2 separate regions of the Triticum aestivum genome follow, and region 2 is linked to region 1. A link is a contact called in public Hi-C data. All regions are on one chromosome and are shown on one strand. Each heading gives the region's core, a stretch centred on a gene start, on an enhancer-like site or on the middle of the called end of the contact. The rest is flanking DNA. Distances are from core to core; before and after follow the strand shown.

Region 1 (5,188 bases), core at 1,282-3,781:
GTGGACGTGACCGCTCACTACCATTGGCATTGAAGCAGCGCTCGGCCGAGAGAGCGCTGCCCGCGCCACTTCCCGATGCAGGCGACTGCTACACGTTCAAACGACACGACAACCGCCCATCCGTCCGTCTGCCGCCCACATTGATGGCATGTGGTTGCCGAGGTGTCTCCTCCGGCGCCACCCGTCCGTCTCTGCCGCCCACCAAAGCTCTCCGGGACGGGTTGATGCCGAAGTAGAAGAAGGAGATGACCGCTATTGCTGTCGGCTGGCTGGCTGGCAGGCAGCCGGAGGACGATGATGTCCCAATGTAGGACACCGACGACAACCAGCCGACGCCACCCTCCTACTCTTCCGCGCCACCCTCCTCCTCCTCCTTCGCACCATCCTCGCCGGTGCACTGCACCATGAACTTCAGCGAGGCCTGTGCCCATTACATGGACATGGTGCGGGAGGGGCAGTTCCTGGAGGCGCAGGCCGACACCGCCTACAACCACCACCTCCTCCAGGAGCACTAGTAGGCGGTGGAGCAGCATGCCGCCGGCACGGCGGTCGCGCGGGACGCGGACCTGGCGGAGGAGGCGTTCCTCGAGTCCTACCGCTCCGCACGCGAGAGTCGCCTCGCCTGCTGGCTGTACCGCCAACGGGTGGCGGAGGTGGCGGCCGCCTACAAGGAGTGTGACGAGGCGGGCGAGGCGGTGTTCGGCGAGACCGACGAGGAGGAGGACAGCGCCGAGACAGTGCCCCGCCGCCACGACCACGAAACCGGCACGTCCACGGGGCAGCGCCGGCAGTGAGGAAGAGTAGTGCACGGTAGGCGTCGCTGCTCGTATCCCAAGAAGGCCACCACTCCTCCCCTCCCGTTGAAGCCAAGCTTGGTGTGCTCAAAATCATCGGCCGATTAGCCGCTTGGCGACGTGGAGGAGGACAGCCTCGCTTCTCGGAGCTCTGGAGACAGAAGTTACGGAGGCAGAGCTGGAGAAGGAGAAGTTTCAGTTCTCGGGGCTCATGTTTGGACACGGGGAACGGGCGCCGACGACCATTCAGATTAGGTATTAATTATACCTCCAGAGCTGGACTAACATCCCTTAGTTGATATAAATGTAATGAAATCCATCATATTTATATAAAATCCATTCGTGTCAAAATTCGCCCGGTTTACACGAATTTTGTCCGGTTGGTTTGAACTATTGTCAAAATGTATGCGGCTACGGTTGAATGTTGTCTTCCCACATTTATGTCTGGGATTGGTCCTTCCTTTCTGTAGACAGCCGTGGAAGAAAATTTACGGGTTACCATTGAAGATGCCCTAGGGTACAATGTTGGCCATAGCGGGCATTCTGCGTAGGAAAATATTCGGTAATCCAACAGCATTGGTGGCGCAAACGCCACTCGCCATAGGAGGTGGAGTAAGCTGGAATAAGGCGGTGGCAGGGCGAGTGTGGCCAACTATGCACACAAAAAGCGCCTGTGAGAATATGATGCTAAAGGTTACTGAATGATCCTTGAACGTCCCTTGAGCGGGCCTGGGTGTTGTTGCTCTCACCATATTGTGTCCTACAATGTGAAGTTGGTTACCTTGTCCGATTGTTTCCTTATTAGAAAGCGGTGGCATCACAATCGAGTGGTTGGAAAGGCTGACGTTACTGCATGGCAGACAGTCTTCTGGACGAAAAAAATACTAGCATCATGGATTGAGGAACCACTAAGTGCAGGATGCGGGACGCAAACGGGCTAATAGCCTCATCCCTGGACGTATGTTGATGCAGCAAGACAAGAAATGATCACTTTTTATCTTAAGAGAAGCGTACACAAGTCAACATTTTTAAGCAGACAAAACAGCTCCTTGGGGAAGCGTCCCGTCGGCAGAGAAGCAAGCAGTTCGTCCATCCCTCCCGCTGCACTCCAGGCTCCAGGTCCAGGATAAGCGAAACGCGCGATTCCAGGCAAAACAATGCGCTACCACGAAACCGACGAACCGTCATCCCATCCCCGTAAGCGTATCATGTGTCCTCGTCTCGGCGGAGACCAGCAGATCCAGAGCTCCTCCCGCTACCGTGACAACGAAGACGACGACGGGCAACGAACGCTCTGGCGAGCATGCACGACTCCTGCGTGGCCTGGCTATCAATCATGACCCGCCGCTAGCCGGCCGGCGACTAGTAGGCCGGGCTCCTCGAAGGTTTTTCACCGGTCCGCTCGAAAACCGCAACCAAAAGCAACAGAGGAGTGGTCTCCTCCGGTTGCTGGCGCCGTTCGAGATTGCTGTTCACGCGACAGCACGGATCGGGCGGACCACGGCATAATGCAGGCGATAATCTCACGTACGGCGCGGGACCCCTCGCTAGTTGGAGGACCCCACCCGTCGCAGATCGGGAGGATGCCATTGGATAACGATTCAGTTTTAATTGCCACGTCGGACGGAAAGCATTATCACCGTTCAATTAGCTCGATCGTCCGGGCCGGGGCCCCCTCCCGTGCGCATGAGAGCGAGCCGCCCGCATGCAGCCGCCCTGGCGCTGACTGGATGCATGCAAGGACCCGTCACCAGCCGCAGCCGGATACCGCTGGCCGAGAACCGAATCTGCCGACGAAGGTAGTAGGAACGGAGTCCGTCCAGGCGCTCAACGGCACAGGTCACGCCAAGCCACCATTGCTTCCTTTTTCTATTTTGACAAGAAGAGTGATGAGATCAATGCATAGCGGCCATATGGGGCTGAGTTGGAGGCTCGTCGGCACCACGTCAGAAACCGCGGCACACCCGGCTGCACGTCCTACTACTGTTGTACAGGTTGGTATCGACGATCGGTTCGGTTGTTGTGTTCTATCTATATCTATCCTATGCAATTATAGATCAGCTCTTACTGTGGATAATAATACCTTTGGCCAACTTGTTGATACCATTCAATCAGCGCGTGGATTTCTCGTCGCAAAATATGGGTGGACTTCTATCGCCGTTGTGGCCCAGTGTTTCGACAATAATTCAACCGAGAGCAGCCGTAAAGTGGCTCTGTCGCACGTCGGTTTCCAGCAAGTGGTATGCTGTGATGTGGACACCGGTAGATTGTGGGATTAAAGGTGTCCACTGATTGCACGAGCGGCACATGCTCTTAGGGCGATCGCTACTTCTCGCAGCCAATCCCATTAAAAATGCCAGCTACTCCTCTACATACGTACGTAGTACATACAATAGAGCGACGCTTTTGTCGCTGTCATCTAGATCAAGTACACTGCTACTCCCTCCGTTCCTAAATGTAAGTCTTTATAGAGATTTTACTAGATAGACTACATACGAAGTAAAATGAATAAATCCACACCTAAAATGCATCTATATACATCCGTATATAGTTCATAGTAGAATCTTTTCAAAGACTTATATTTTGGAACGGAGGGAGTACATGCAAGTATAATTGCACGGCACGGACAAATCACGAGCGCACACATAAGCACGTTGGCTGTAGCCGGCGGGAGGCCTGGGATACGTACGTGTACGTACGTACGTAGGCAGGAAGAGGCCGGAGCACTGGATCCAGAATTCCGGATTCCAGAAGCAAACTACATTAACAGATATGCATCCGCTAGCAAGGATCGTAGGGGACGAAGGAACAAGCCACCAGCACCCTGCGTAACTCCAAAATCCAGCTATCAGATGATTGTGTGTGTCTAAGCTAGTGGGCGACCGCGTGACGGTGCTTGCGTGTTTCAGAGTCACCTAGAAGATGACGGCTTGGAGTCTTGCACCCACGATTCTTCCGCCAGATTCTAGTTAATATATTCACCTTATGTTTCTGTTGTTGTAACACAAAAAGAATGACATGTTATATTACTTCGCATATAAGATTTCTCAGATTTCAAACTTTGGAAAGTTTGACCAAATTTACATTAAAAAGTATTTGAAATATTCTAGAATTGCCGGGGGTGGGAACCGCTTGACAGTTCATGAGGTGTTGGCCTCTCAAAAGCCAATTCCCCCAATCTTGTCTTTCTTTGCGAGACGAGGCAAGCTTCTGATCAGATTGTGTAAATGAAGTGGAAGTTAGGATTAAAGGGTTTTCATGGAGTTAGTAGGGATGAAAGGAGTGGTGGTTTGGCTTTGTTCTCAGATGAATCGTTGCAAGTAACTGTGATTGAATCGTGTGCAAGATATATTGATGCCCAGGTGGTGGACGTGAGCTCTAATTTGAGATGGTGGTGTACGTTTGTTTACGGCGAACCTCGTGTGGAAAATCGTCATTTTATGTGGGAACATTTGGAGCGACTTCACGTATTTCGGACGAGCCATGGATGGTGTGTGGAGACTACAACGGGGCCATATGGTAGCATGAACATCTGTCAAGTTCATTGCGCGCCGAGGCCCAAATGATGGTGTTTCGCGATTGTTTGACGGTCTGCGAGCTATTGGACTTAGGTTTCTGTGGGATCCCATACACTTATGATAACATGCAAGGGGGAGATCATAATGTTCGGGTCCGCTTAGACCGTGCCTGTGCTTATGAATCATGTTGTTATCTTTTCCCGGATGCACGTGTTCGTCATTTGGCTACTTCCTGTTCGGACCACTGTTCGGTTCTTGTGTAACTTCTGGCAGAGGAGGGCCGGACGCTCCAATCACATGTACGGAATTATGTGGGAGCGAGAACCGGCATTGCCGGGAATCATTGGTGTGGCGTGGGATAGGAAGAGGTCAAGCAACAACCTCGGTTCAATGTCGAACTCTTTGAAGGAGATGATGAAGTGTTTGTAAGATTGGAGCAAAAATATTTTTGGTCATGTTACCCGAAACATTGAAAAATTGCAAGATGAATTAAAGCCGCTTCAGTTGATGGTGCGAATGGACATGATTCTAGATGCAAGATGAATGAGCTAGATAAGCTTACGTACCATGAGGAGATGCTTTGGCTCCGGCGCTCATGCATCACCTAGCTTAAAGAAGGCAAGAAAAATACAAAGTACCTTTATGGGAGAACCGTATGGAGAGCACGGAGGAATTATATTCAGCGGTTGCGTAGGAATGATATGACGTGGTGTTCTACCCCATTGGATATGGAGATGATGGCTACCTCTTACTTTAAAGGGGTTTATATTAAAGATCCAACCCTCTCCCCGAGTGAGACCCTCGATTGTAATGAGGAGAAGGTTACGGAGGATATGAACACTAGCTTACGTGCACCTTTTATTGAAAAGCGGGTGT
Region 2 (4,778 bases), core at 2,069-4,568, 240 kb after region 1:
GCACATGCATATAACAGGTCAAAAAATGAGAGGCGATGCAATGAAATGTAAGATATATATTAATTCCTTGATAGGAATGTGCGGTTACTTCTGTGAAGAGGAGAAGCTCCAGAGCACAGCTGATAGAAAATATGATATGATCTCTCTCCTGGTGCCCTCCGAACAACCCTCGACTGCACAAGCAAGATATAAGATATTAAAGCTTTCACAAATACTAAAATATGGAGTTTTGGATAAAGTCTAAAGCTATTGTACCTTCTCAAGCAGGACTGTTCCATTAGATTCAGTTAGAGGAACACGTCATACATGCCCAGAGAAACAATTTATCAGGAAGTTTGACAATATTATGACTAGCTATGTCAACAATATATGGTGCAGAAGGCTTACATGTTTGTATTTTAGCGCCACAAATCTTTCCGGTTTCAGAAAAGTGCATTTCAGTAAGTTTGCCCTGTATCAATACCATCAAGGTGTCACAAGAATTACCTAAGAATGATGAATTGACAAGATGTCACTAAAGATAAACTCACAAATCGGCTCGAGTTATCATTTCTTGATGTTTTTGCATTCCCTAATGCTTCCAGAATAACATTGGTCTGTAGAACTTCAGACTCCATTCCATTAGCTCCCCCTAGAGCAGCCAAATACTGCATCGCAATTTTAGCTGTTTCAGTTTTTCCTGCTCCACTTTCACCACTGAAATAAGACAAACATCATAGAGACCAGGTTAAGATTGGGCAACCCAGAGCTTTTAAGATACTGTGATTACTATTATAAAGGGCAAAGTAGATCATTCTGACCTTATTATTATAGATTGGTTTATGCCATCTGCAAGGTATCATAAGTTGCATTAGAAGATAAATCTTGCAAAACAATCCTATAAAACTGCCTACTCCTTTTAAACACCTACCTCTTAGCATTTCATTAAAAGCTATATCAGCAATTGCATACACATGTGGATCATTTGTGAGCTTCTGTCTGTATTTTCTGATGAAATCTTTCCCATAGAGTGGAACCTCTTTCAGTGGGTTGATAGCAATCAGAACAGGTCCTGCTTTTGTCTGCAAGGATAAGAGAACACAAATGAAGAGACATTGACTGGACCATGAACAATCTAGAGCTTGGTGGATAGTGCGTACGTAGATAAGATCACGAGAGTATCGGTATTGCAGATTGTAAAGGACAGAAGGTTCATTTAAGTAGCTCATCTGGATCAAATCATCCACTCCATCTAGAATATCAGGGTTGGCAGGCAAAAGTCTTTCTGGTGGCAGCGTCAAAACCTGCGCAAACAAAATATAAGTAACAATGATACCAAAGTTTACCCAAATAGCTATACCATCACAGCAACATGAGACTCACTTCTCCATTAACAAGGTGTATTTCGACGTCATCTCCAGAAATTGATTCAATCTGTCCAAGTTCCCACTTCTCATCTGATGCAGAACACCAAACCCGTAGCTTCTGAAAAACAATTAAAATATTATTGCTTTGCCTCATTTTTTCTACCATAACATCAGACTCAAATCATCAAAGGAAAGGGTTAATATCAGAACTAATTCCAAGCACATGCAAAATTGTTCTGTTTATCCAACATATTTATATTGTGAGGATCACCGTAACATGCCAAATTACTTGACACATAGGCCAAAGCAAGTATGTATATGCTTTCCTGACCATGAACGAGCATTAAAAAACAGTGGCTTCGTCTACTTCTAAATGTCGGGATAATAAGTCCTATATACTTATAGAAAAAACATTAAATTCTTTTGTAGATACAGAAGGGAGTTGTAAGTAAATATGTAAAAACATATGTGAGTAGTAATTTGATTAACATTTCTTGGTGTTAAATACTGAACGAGTTTTGCCATCATATCAGAGAAAGTATTCAGCCTAATTCTATGCTACAGAGACAAATTGAACTTGTTGCAACATGTTATCTGTTACTTTGTTCACATGATAATAGGATAAATCTCATGAATTTCACCAACAATGAGATTCTAACCTTCTGGAGGACATAGTCCATGGAATCAGTAAACACTGGCTTCCCATTTCTCTTTGCTCTTGCTGAGGAAAAATAAGGAGAGGGATGCTCCTTGCAGGCCATTGCATCCTTCCTTTCCTCGTGGAGGTTCTCAACATATGGAGACTCGTCCACTGGTTCCACACTGCATAGCTTTCTCTTGGCCCCAAAGATGCGACCATTTACAGCCTTCCCCTCCTTGGCCTCCTGCCCACCAATCTCCTTCTTGACCTCTGGCGTATTCTCCTTCTCAATCTCTGGCTTATTCTCATTCACAGCTTCCGGCTTCTTGTCAGTATCCGGTACAGCTTCCGGCTTCTTGTCAGTATCCGCTGCAGCACCCTCTGCCACTCCATCCTCGAGATGAACCCTAGGAGGCGTCGGCGACCGTCTTGCCCTGGGCAGACGGCCACGGCACGTCGGGCGGGCCGGCAATGCCGGCGGCTCATCCTTGGGCCGCTCGTCGCGCTTCTTTATGGTCTCGAGCAAGACCTCGAGGGAGCTCTTGGGAGCGGCCGGGACTGGCGCCATCACGGCGGCTGCAGAGAGCATCACCGCCGAGGAATCAACAAGCCACCGGACCAAACCAGTGAGCGCACGCAAGGGCTCACACGGCAATACGCCAAATCTTACAGCAGAGCGCCGTGGAGGCCAGGAACTTGTCCATTTCTCATCAAATCAGCGCCAACTCCAGGCGCATGAACCCCCCTGGCTCGGCAAGGGCCCGAAAGCGACACCCACCCAAACCCCGAATTACGCGACCAGGCACCAGGAGGCCTCAAAATCCCCCCAAGAAATCTGTCGAAATCTCACACTCCCGGCCCCGAAAACAGCACCAATCGCAGGCGCCAAGGACAGATTTTGGCGGTGCCGCACCGAGGGACGGGGGTGAAAAGAACCCAGACTTCGCGCGATTTTTCAAGGGAAGAGGGGACGGCACGGCCACGCCTGGGCAGCGGCAAAAGCCGGCGATCTCTGGCGAAAGGAAAGGCGAAAGAACCCGAAACCAAAGCAAAGCCTGCTCCGAATCAAGGCACTAGAAGCGGCAGCGGCAGCAGAAATCGCCCAAGAAACGCATCAAAAGCGAGCAGCACCGGAGAAACAGGATGATTTCTCCCCCCACTCAACCTCCACTCCCGAATCAGGACGAAAACCCCAACAAAAACGCAATTACTCCGCTCGCTATCTCCCTCTCTCCCCCCGCTCCCCTCGGGGCTTTTGTTTCGCTTCTCCCTCACAATTTCAAACCTCCGTCCCCTGCCTCCACCATGCCTCTTGTGTCTTTTTCCCCTTTGCTCTTGATCCGTTACTTAGGCCGCTGGCGAAAATATTTAGAGCAGAGAAAAGCGAATTACTGATGTGCCCCTGCGGGCAGCGCCGGACTGCGCCGGCCGGACGGTGGCACTCTCGTGGATACTGCGGGGACGGAGGGGCGGGGTGCGCGTGAGCTGTCTGTGGATTGGAGGCTCCGGTTTGGACCGTTGGATGCGGGCGGCTGCGCCCTCCGCTCCACGACTTCAGTTGGGGTGGTGGAGTTACCCAACTGCCCCTGGAGATTAGTGGTCTCGCACCACCAACACAGGTCTGACTGCCTGTTTCCATTCCTGTGTTGACGACTTCTTTTGTGTTCTCATTAAAATACTAATACTAAGATAAAGAAGGCCCCATTTAATTGTTTCCGATTTTGTTCGTGTTCATTAAAATGCAAGAAGATTAAAGGGATAAGTAGCTTCCATTTGGCCGGCCTTGTTTGTTTAGGCTGGTCATAGTGGGCATTACACTAGTCTAAATTACTACCTAAAGTAACATGATAGTAGTGTCATAGATGGCTTCATTTATTGGCTTGCAGACTCATCTTGTCTTGGGAAGCGCTATGTTACAGTAACATATTATGTTACCACCTCACATTAAATACTTGCCACATAAGTAAAAATTTCTTGAAATGCACTATGACTAGCCTTATACTCCAGTTTTTGTTTGAAGCATTTAGTTGTGGTGTTTGTGTAGTACTTCCTTCTTTCCGCTTTATAAGGCTTATCTTAAAATTTTAGTTTTCCCGTTTTATAAGGCTCAATTTGGTTGTTCTCATCACATGTTCAAATTTTAAGGGGTATTAAATCATTGCATGCAAGTATTAAAAGAAAATTGACCAATGCATGTGCTTTATGCATGCATGCACTGTAATTAATGCATTGGTAAACACAATTGTTTGAGGAAAACAAGCGCATTAATTGAGTGTTTTTGCAAACTACAAAAATTATTCCATCACTCACCATCTACCTTGGTTAGTGAGTTTTTGAATTGAGCCCTATAAACCGGAAAGGAGGGAGTATTGTATGTTCCATGGAAAGAATCAAGGCGTCATTCTTTTATCATAAAAAAATGGTCGTGTTATGGTCAATAGGAGGTCGTGCATTACAATAAGTAGATATATTTTTCTATCCGGTTCTCGTGTTTCCATGAGCCTGGATGGGTGCGCTTATTGGTGTAGTCTATGGATATTAATAATAAGTGGCTAGGGCCTTAAGGTTTGTTGTCGATCGTCGCCTCAGCTCACTCATTTGCTTGGAGATCCATGAAGATTCGTTTTCTTTACTGAAAGCAGCGATTTCGACGAACCGCACTCGAGTAAAAAGGGCCAAATATGCTTTAACCGGGACAATGTGGGGTTGCACGAGTCCTGTGCAAGTATTTGGACCCAAGGTAAGTAAGTGCCCGTGAATTGTTTGAGCCGTCGTGTATACTACGATTTTTA

Evidence for each region. A called contact is a pair of places that touch in the nucleus more often than the background predicts.
Region 2: a contact with region 1 is called in a Hi-C map of leaf, with 5 times the contacts expected there. The contact joins the promoter of LOC123052399 here to the enhancer-like site in region 1. A contact is called at or near these places in 2 of 5 Hi-C or Micro-C datasets (both in leaf).

The regions. Positions count from the first base shown.
Region 1 is chr2D:170,473,615-170,478,802 of IWGSC CS RefSeq v2.1, forward strand. No RefSeq gene overlaps it. Among protein-coding and RNA genes, the nearest start is that of LOC123052397, 27 kb to the left of the region's middle. Within about 2 kb of position 2,532, at least 7 of the 8 cell types and tissues checked have an H3K27ac peak or open chromatin away from gene starts, as enhancers often do. A contact at or near this core is called in leaf, where this site is marked.
Region 2 is chr2D:170,708,395-170,713,172 of IWGSC CS RefSeq v2.1, forward strand. It overlaps LOC123052399 (myosin-3), which reads right to left and starts at 3,319. Exons shown (of 24, transcript XM_044475547.1): 1 at 2,006-3,319; 2 at 1,363-1,464; 3 at 1,140-1,283; 4 at 911-1,061; 5 at 801-828; 6 at 531-696; 7 at 388-451; 8 at 256-269; 9 at 89-173. The coding sequence starts at 2,575.